2 separate regions of the Mus musculus genome follow, and region 2 is linked to region 1. The links are chromatin contacts, called in public Hi-C maps. All regions are on one chromosome and are shown on one strand. Each heading gives the region's core, a stretch centred on a gene start, on an enhancer-like site or on the middle of the called end of the contact. The rest is flanking DNA. Distances are from core to core; before and after follow the strand shown. Region 1 holds the start of Mir100hg (Mir100 Mirlet7a-2 Mir125b-1 cluster host gene). Region 2 overlaps Gm35835 (a long non-coding RNA gene).

Region 1 (3,070 bases), core at 342-2,841:
TCACAGGATGTACACAGCGGCGCCTCTCTGTTTTGCCTTTTACTTACCCCCTCAAATCTATGTCCTATTCTGGCTATGAACAGACCCAGTCAAGTAATTAGCTATGGCACATCCATAAACTCATGTGCTTCCTGGGCATGGTTGGAAATAAGATACGTTAAACTGAACTAAAACCAAAAATGCCTCTCTTTACAGCGTATTTGATCCTTTCTCCATTTTAGCCAGCTGATACGAGGAGCTAAAAGTAACTGTTCTTTGTCTCAGTGGCTCCTAAGAAAGAGGCAAGGGAGACTGAGCAGAGAAGAAAAGCAATAGAAAATGTTCAGCTGCAGAAAAGCATCCGGGGAGGTTCATTCTTCTCCACAGAGGAAAACACTTCAAGATTTACAGGCAGTCTGGATTTTGGCTAACATTGGGTTTGTTTGTTTGAGGGGGAGGGTGTGTGTGTGTGTGTGTGTGTGTGTGTGTGTGTGTGTGTGTGTGTGTGTGTGTGTGTGTTGTGGTGTTTGGTTGCTCGTGGAGAATAACAGCTTATGTTGGGCATGTCTGTATTCTGTATTGGTTAGTACTGAATGCATTCTGAGCTTACTCACCGTCTGAAATAAAATAAATAATTTTTTTTTATTTCGTTTTACAAAAACCTCCACATAACCTTTGGAAAAACAATGCACTGCCTTGGGTGGCCAAGGACACAGAAATACTGCTACTCTGAAACTCTGTGTGTGTGTGTGTGTGTGTGTGAGAGAGAGAGAGAGAGAGAGAGAGAGAGAGAGAGACTAGGTAACAATCGCTCTCCCTCACTTTCCGGTTTCCAGAGGAATGGTGTGCTCTGGAGCCCTTCATATGTGTGCTTTGTGCCTCTCCTTTCTCCTACATGGGAAATGGGATTTCTTTCATTAGTCCCTCTTGTTAGAATTAAAATCATTTTAAATGAGACACAAAGTATCTTGACGCTCTCTGACTCTGTAAAGGAGACAGTAGTCTCACCTGGAGACCCCCTTTTCTCAGCCAGGCTGGAGCAGGAGCACAGGCTGTCCTCTGGGGTCTTTCTCATCTCCCTTTTGAGATTATTATTCTAAAGAGCCATTTCTGTGTCCTCTCCTCTCGGGTACAATAGCTCAACAACCGTTTCAGTGTGTGAGGTAGCCCCAGAAGCTAAGACATTTGGAGCTGACATTCAAAAGAGAGACCCCCAAAACAACAAATCATTAAAAAAACAACAAAAAAAAAAACCCTGTTTACAGAGACAGGGAATGCGAGTCTAGCAAAGCTTTCCTAATGAGAGGAAGTGTTACAAATCCTGAGAGAGATTCAAATCAGAATAGATCGAGGATAGAGAGGGGCTAGGAAAACCCCTCAACCCCTGGGCACTTAGAAAAAAACCTAACAAGGTTGAGGAGAAGAAAGGAAATGTGCAAAATAGCCAGCGAGGTGACCCACCGTCCTGCGTGCGCCTTGACTCTTGCCGAGGGGAGTAACAGCCACAGCAGTGACATCGGAGTTCTAGCGGGTCAGGTGCCACCTCTGCCCAGCGCTCTCGCCCTCCCCGGCAGGATAGAAAACCATGCTCGAGACAGAGAAGGAGCAAACAGGCGCCACCGCCAAGTCACGGACCCCCATCAGCACCGGCTGGTCTCTGAAAGCCTTGGATCAAGGGTCCCATTCAAAGGCAACGAGGAAGCAGACAGTGGCAAATCAGACCCTGGCGGGCCTTCTGGAATAATTTAACTCCTCGCTCCAGCATTTAGATGGGGATAGCAAGAAACACAGGCGAGAGCTCCTTCACACCGAGGCGCGAGCATATGCCTGCATCTCGGTGGATGTATTTTTAGACACGCTGTCATGGGCAAGGCAGCCTGCGACAGCTTTTGCTTCCCAATGTGGGTGCCGCCTTCTCTGCAGCCTGAAAGCAGCTGAGAGAGCCCAGGGTAGCCATACACATCTCTCAGCAAGCCAAAGGTCAGGCAGGAGAAGAGCACACCCACCCCCAACCATAAGCCATTGTCCCTGTGCTCAGAAAGCAGTCGAAACATTTTCAAGATGTGTTCTAGAAGGAGGGTCATGTGCTGTGGCCGTGTGTGCACTTCCTGTCTTTGCAGGCTGAAAGCATTAGCAGGATTCAGACACACCTTGGGGAAGAAAATTCTAGCATAGGCCCGCCCAGAAGAATAAAAACATTAGGCTGGACATGTGTTATTAATAACACATACTAAACTTTTCAATGCATCCAAACCATATTATTCTAGAAAAAAAAAAATAAAGATGAGTGACCCTTTGTGGTAGATTTAAATGTGCTGTGAAAATCTGGGTATCTAGCCTGAAATTTTTAAATAATAAACTCTCATCTCATTAAAATACAATAAACTACTACACAAATACCTGGGCATTACTTTGTGAACCAAAGCAACCAAGTCTAGTGTGTTCTAATCTGATCTGGAGATTTTTGCCCCCAATGACATATTTTAGAAGACCCCCTTAAATTTTTCATATTAACGTACTTATGAAATATGTATGCAGACATACCTGATGTATGTAAAAATTCTCAAGTTAATTTGAATTTATGGGAAAAAAATCTTTTGGAAGAGTAGGTTAAGCAATCAACATAGCAAGATAACCATAAACAAAATCTCTAACTACATACCAGTGTCTCTGGGGTTTCATATATTCTGAGAATGGGGAGTGGAAATAAGCCAAAGCAACCTTGTAACATGCAACATTGTAAATAAAACTGCTTAAGACATGAGCAAAATGTCTGCCTTCCACATTGGGGAGTCTCTCTTTTCCTCTCTGCCATATGTAGGTAATCTACGAAAGAGAGCTGTCCAAAATGGGTTAACTCCCAACTCCTAGAAAGCCCACAGACACACACTCTGAGTTCTCCTCTTCCTTTAAGGGCAGAGACAGTGTACGATTTCACATTGTAAATCTCACAAGGCCTGAATAAAGCTCTCACAAGAACTGACAAAGAAAGAATAATTCACGTCAGACCAAAATGCTCCTTTCAGACAGATCTGGACCCAAAGGCAGGGAGAATCCAGAGTTCAACTCCCCATCACACTTCCCGAGTCTT
Region 2 (3,070 bases), core at 151-2,650, 320 kb before region 1:
GACTAGCTAGCAGTAAATGTCTATACAAACATGATCACATAAATGTTGAACGTTATCTTAATGCTTGCTATGTAAAAAATAGCGTGCTGAGTGCTTGTAGACTAGACAAGTTTGGAAGGGCTTGGACATGACTCTAGACCTCATTTTGGGGAATAGTGATTATGAAAAATGTTTATTTCTGGACCTACAATACAAAACATGGAGGTCATGATATGAGCAGGCCTTATCTCAAGCAAGAAATGAGTGTTGGGGTGAGGTCTGGTTGATGGTGCAGAAGACGGAAGCTAGGGAGGAAAGACTTAAGATCCAGGTCCCAGGGCAGCTGCAGAAATCCACACTGGGAAGCAGGAGGAGCGAAGAGAGCTCTGAGAGGCTCTAGAAAGGATGCACAACAGGTATGGCTTATAGCTTAAGTCAGGAGGGAAGTGGATAATTTTCAATTGTTCTGGTGGAAGTACGGAGAGGACGATTCCCCCAGTGTAGATTTCCAATACAGATTGGTCTGAATCCACAGGCTAGCTGGGCTGTCCATAGGGAAACGTGTGATTAAAACCCAGAGGATAGCACTAGATTAGATTTGCTTAATCTGCTCCCACACTGAGCTGGGAATCCCAGAAGCAGAAAGGTGCTGTGACAGTGGGTGGGACTTGAGAGGGGACCCCCCACATTGGACAGTTATAATTTTCCCTAAAAGCTTGCCTTTTGTTCAAAAGTGGCCATATAGTAGAACTGGCCTGGGAACAAGGTGCATGGTGTGTATAGGAATTCTATATCGTTGTCACAAGTTTCTTACAAATCCAAAAATATTCCTAAGTAAAAGGCTTCCTTGAAGGGTCTCCTAAACCAAGCTAGGGATTGTATAGGATCCACATCCTCGCTGGATTGGCTCTATTGGACTTCAAATAAGCATTGCATTCAAAAAGAAATTAAATTGAACAGGCTTCATTCTTATTGGTCATTAGTAACAGAGAACATCAAGCTGGCTAGGTTTGGTGAAGAAGGGAGAGAGTTCTTTACTGACTAGGTGACACATAACCATTCCCAAGTTCTTCTCTAGGGTTACAGTCAGGAAATACTTACTCTGTCTCTTATAAATGCGCCCTAGTGCCAGGCTATGGAGATGGGCATAAACTCTGCAATGAAGAGGATGTGTGTGGGGGAGGGGGAGATGAGACACTGTCAGGCTCTGATGTCGTAGTCAACCCTTTCCTTGCTTCTTCTTCTTCTATCAAACTTGTCAGCCCCTGCCTGTCCTTATATGACCCAGAGAGCCTGTTTCTTGGGGCTGCCAGTTGACAAGTAAGGTTGCCAACAGAAGCCAGTTGCTCTCTTCTGACGTGGGAACTTACAACCTGTCATCTTTTGTTGTCTGCAGAGCCGAGAACACAGCCAAGCCAGCAGGGAGAGTCTGTCGTTGAAGCCTAGATCTCATTGGAATGACGTAATGCATTCACACATACAGAGGAAGAGAAATGAATGCTTACTGCGGCTACCCTGCTCAGCCCCCAAGTAGCCAGGGGGGGAAAAATCACATGGGCAGTGACAGAGAGAGGACCCAAGGAACTGTTTGTTTTCCCCTAGGTCTAAAGCCAAAACAAAGAGATGGATTGGTCACAAATTGGGCTGCACCTGCATCTTTACTAGCATCTTCAACAACCAACCCTGACTCTGATGAGAGCCAAGCTCCTAGGTATACTAGAAGTAGAATATGAGAGTTAATTGGTTGAGAAGGTTGCAAACAACTTGAGAGAGAGGCAGGGAGGAAGGGAGAGGGAGGGAGGGAGGGAGGGAGGGAGAGAGAGAGAGAGAGAGAGAGAGAGAGAGAGAGAGAGAGAGAGAGAGCAAAGAATGCAATAATCAGGGGAGAAAAAGACAAAAAAGAAGATCTAGCAAAAATCAAATACAAATTAAAAGTCTCCCTGGAGCGTTGTTGCAACGACACCAGGCTGGATGGTCAACAAATAACCAGTGAACTCAGCAAGAAAGTTTGAATTATCCTAAATTGGGGTGGGCTGCACAGCTGCCTGGAATTTCAGTATACATTTGTTTAGGCAGCTCCCAGATTACTTCTTTCTTCTCACCCCCTGTCTGTGAGCTTCCTTTTGATGGGGGCAATGACAAGAAGCTCTAGGTGGCATCAGTTGGAGAGGCCTGGAGACCTGCCAGGGCCACATCATATATCACTCAAGAAAGCCCTGGAGTATATGCTGACTCAGGGCTAAAGTTTTACCGAGGAGAACAGACATGCAAGCATCAAGCCATGGGGGGGTGGGGCACCAACAAAAAGAGGGTTTCCTGAAGGATGAGGACAGGCAGACACAATCTACCCTCGGAACAATAAGCCAGGATTACACCTGCACGCTTCTAGGCCATTGTATACAGTCTGACTCTGAGTATCACCTCTCATATGGAAAGGGAACTTGGTCTGGTTGTCTATCGTAAAGAGTGTTGTTAGGCTCATCTGCAATGGCACACCAAAGCTATGATCATGATTGTTGATCAGGTAAGACACCTCTGACATTCACCCAGAACAATATTATCTGTCCCTGACCTCCGAGACTGATCTCCTCAGTTGTGAGAGTATGTGATTGATTTATTATTTCCACTGTTACATGAGAAATAATGCTCCCCCTTTTAATTTGCTCAGATTGCGGTCATTGGAGGGACTAGTGAGCCGGTGGCAATGACATCTTCACAGTGAAATCCCTATTGATAGTTCTCCATCGATCTCTCTTTCCACATCCATCACAGTTGCTTTAAAGTTCCTGAAAATTGACCAATACTCCCTACCTGACAGTTCCCCTTACCCATAATTCATTTCTTTCAGTGTCCGTGTCTTGAAGCAGTCAGTGAAGGCTTATCGCTATAGCTATCTACCTTTGTCTGTACACATATATGCACACAGTACCTGCCTCCATGGCATACCAAACCTTCTGGAAATAATGCACAATTAATTCTCTTGGCTGCACTTCAAACAAGCTCAAAAGGGATATTTTCCCTGTTTTCTGGATGAAAGGCAGAGGCCCATTCGTTCATGGGAAGAGCACTACAAGGATTTACACTGACTTTT

Evidence for each region. A called contact is a pair of places that touch in the nucleus more often than the background predicts.
Region 2: a contact with region 1 is called in a Hi-C map of cortical neurons, with 2.4 times the contacts expected there. The contact joins the enhancer-like site here to the promoter of Mir100hg in region 1. A contact is called at or near these places in 1 of 39 promoter capture datasets (the SN4741 cell line), 1 of 484 Hi-C or Micro-C datasets (cortical neurons) and 1 of 115 datasets of contacts at active chromatin or transcription factors (forebrain).

What each region holds. Positions count from the first base shown.
Region 1 is chr9:41,375,047-41,378,116 of GRCm38.p6, reverse strand. Mir100hg (Mir100 Mirlet7a-2 Mir125b-1 cluster host gene) reads right to left here and starts at 1,591. Exons shown (of 5, transcript NR_131928.1): 1 at 1,441-1,591.
Region 2 is chr9:41,699,186-41,702,255 of GRCm38.p6, reverse strand. The region is part of intron 2 of Gm35835 (a long non-coding RNA gene); the gene reads left to right. Among named protein-coding and RNA genes, the nearest start is that of Gm35835, 37 kb to the left of the region's middle. Within about 2 kb of position 1,400, at least 25 of the 459 cell types and tissues checked have an H3K27ac peak or open chromatin away from gene starts, as enhancers often do. A contact at or near this core is called in cortical neurons, where this site is marked.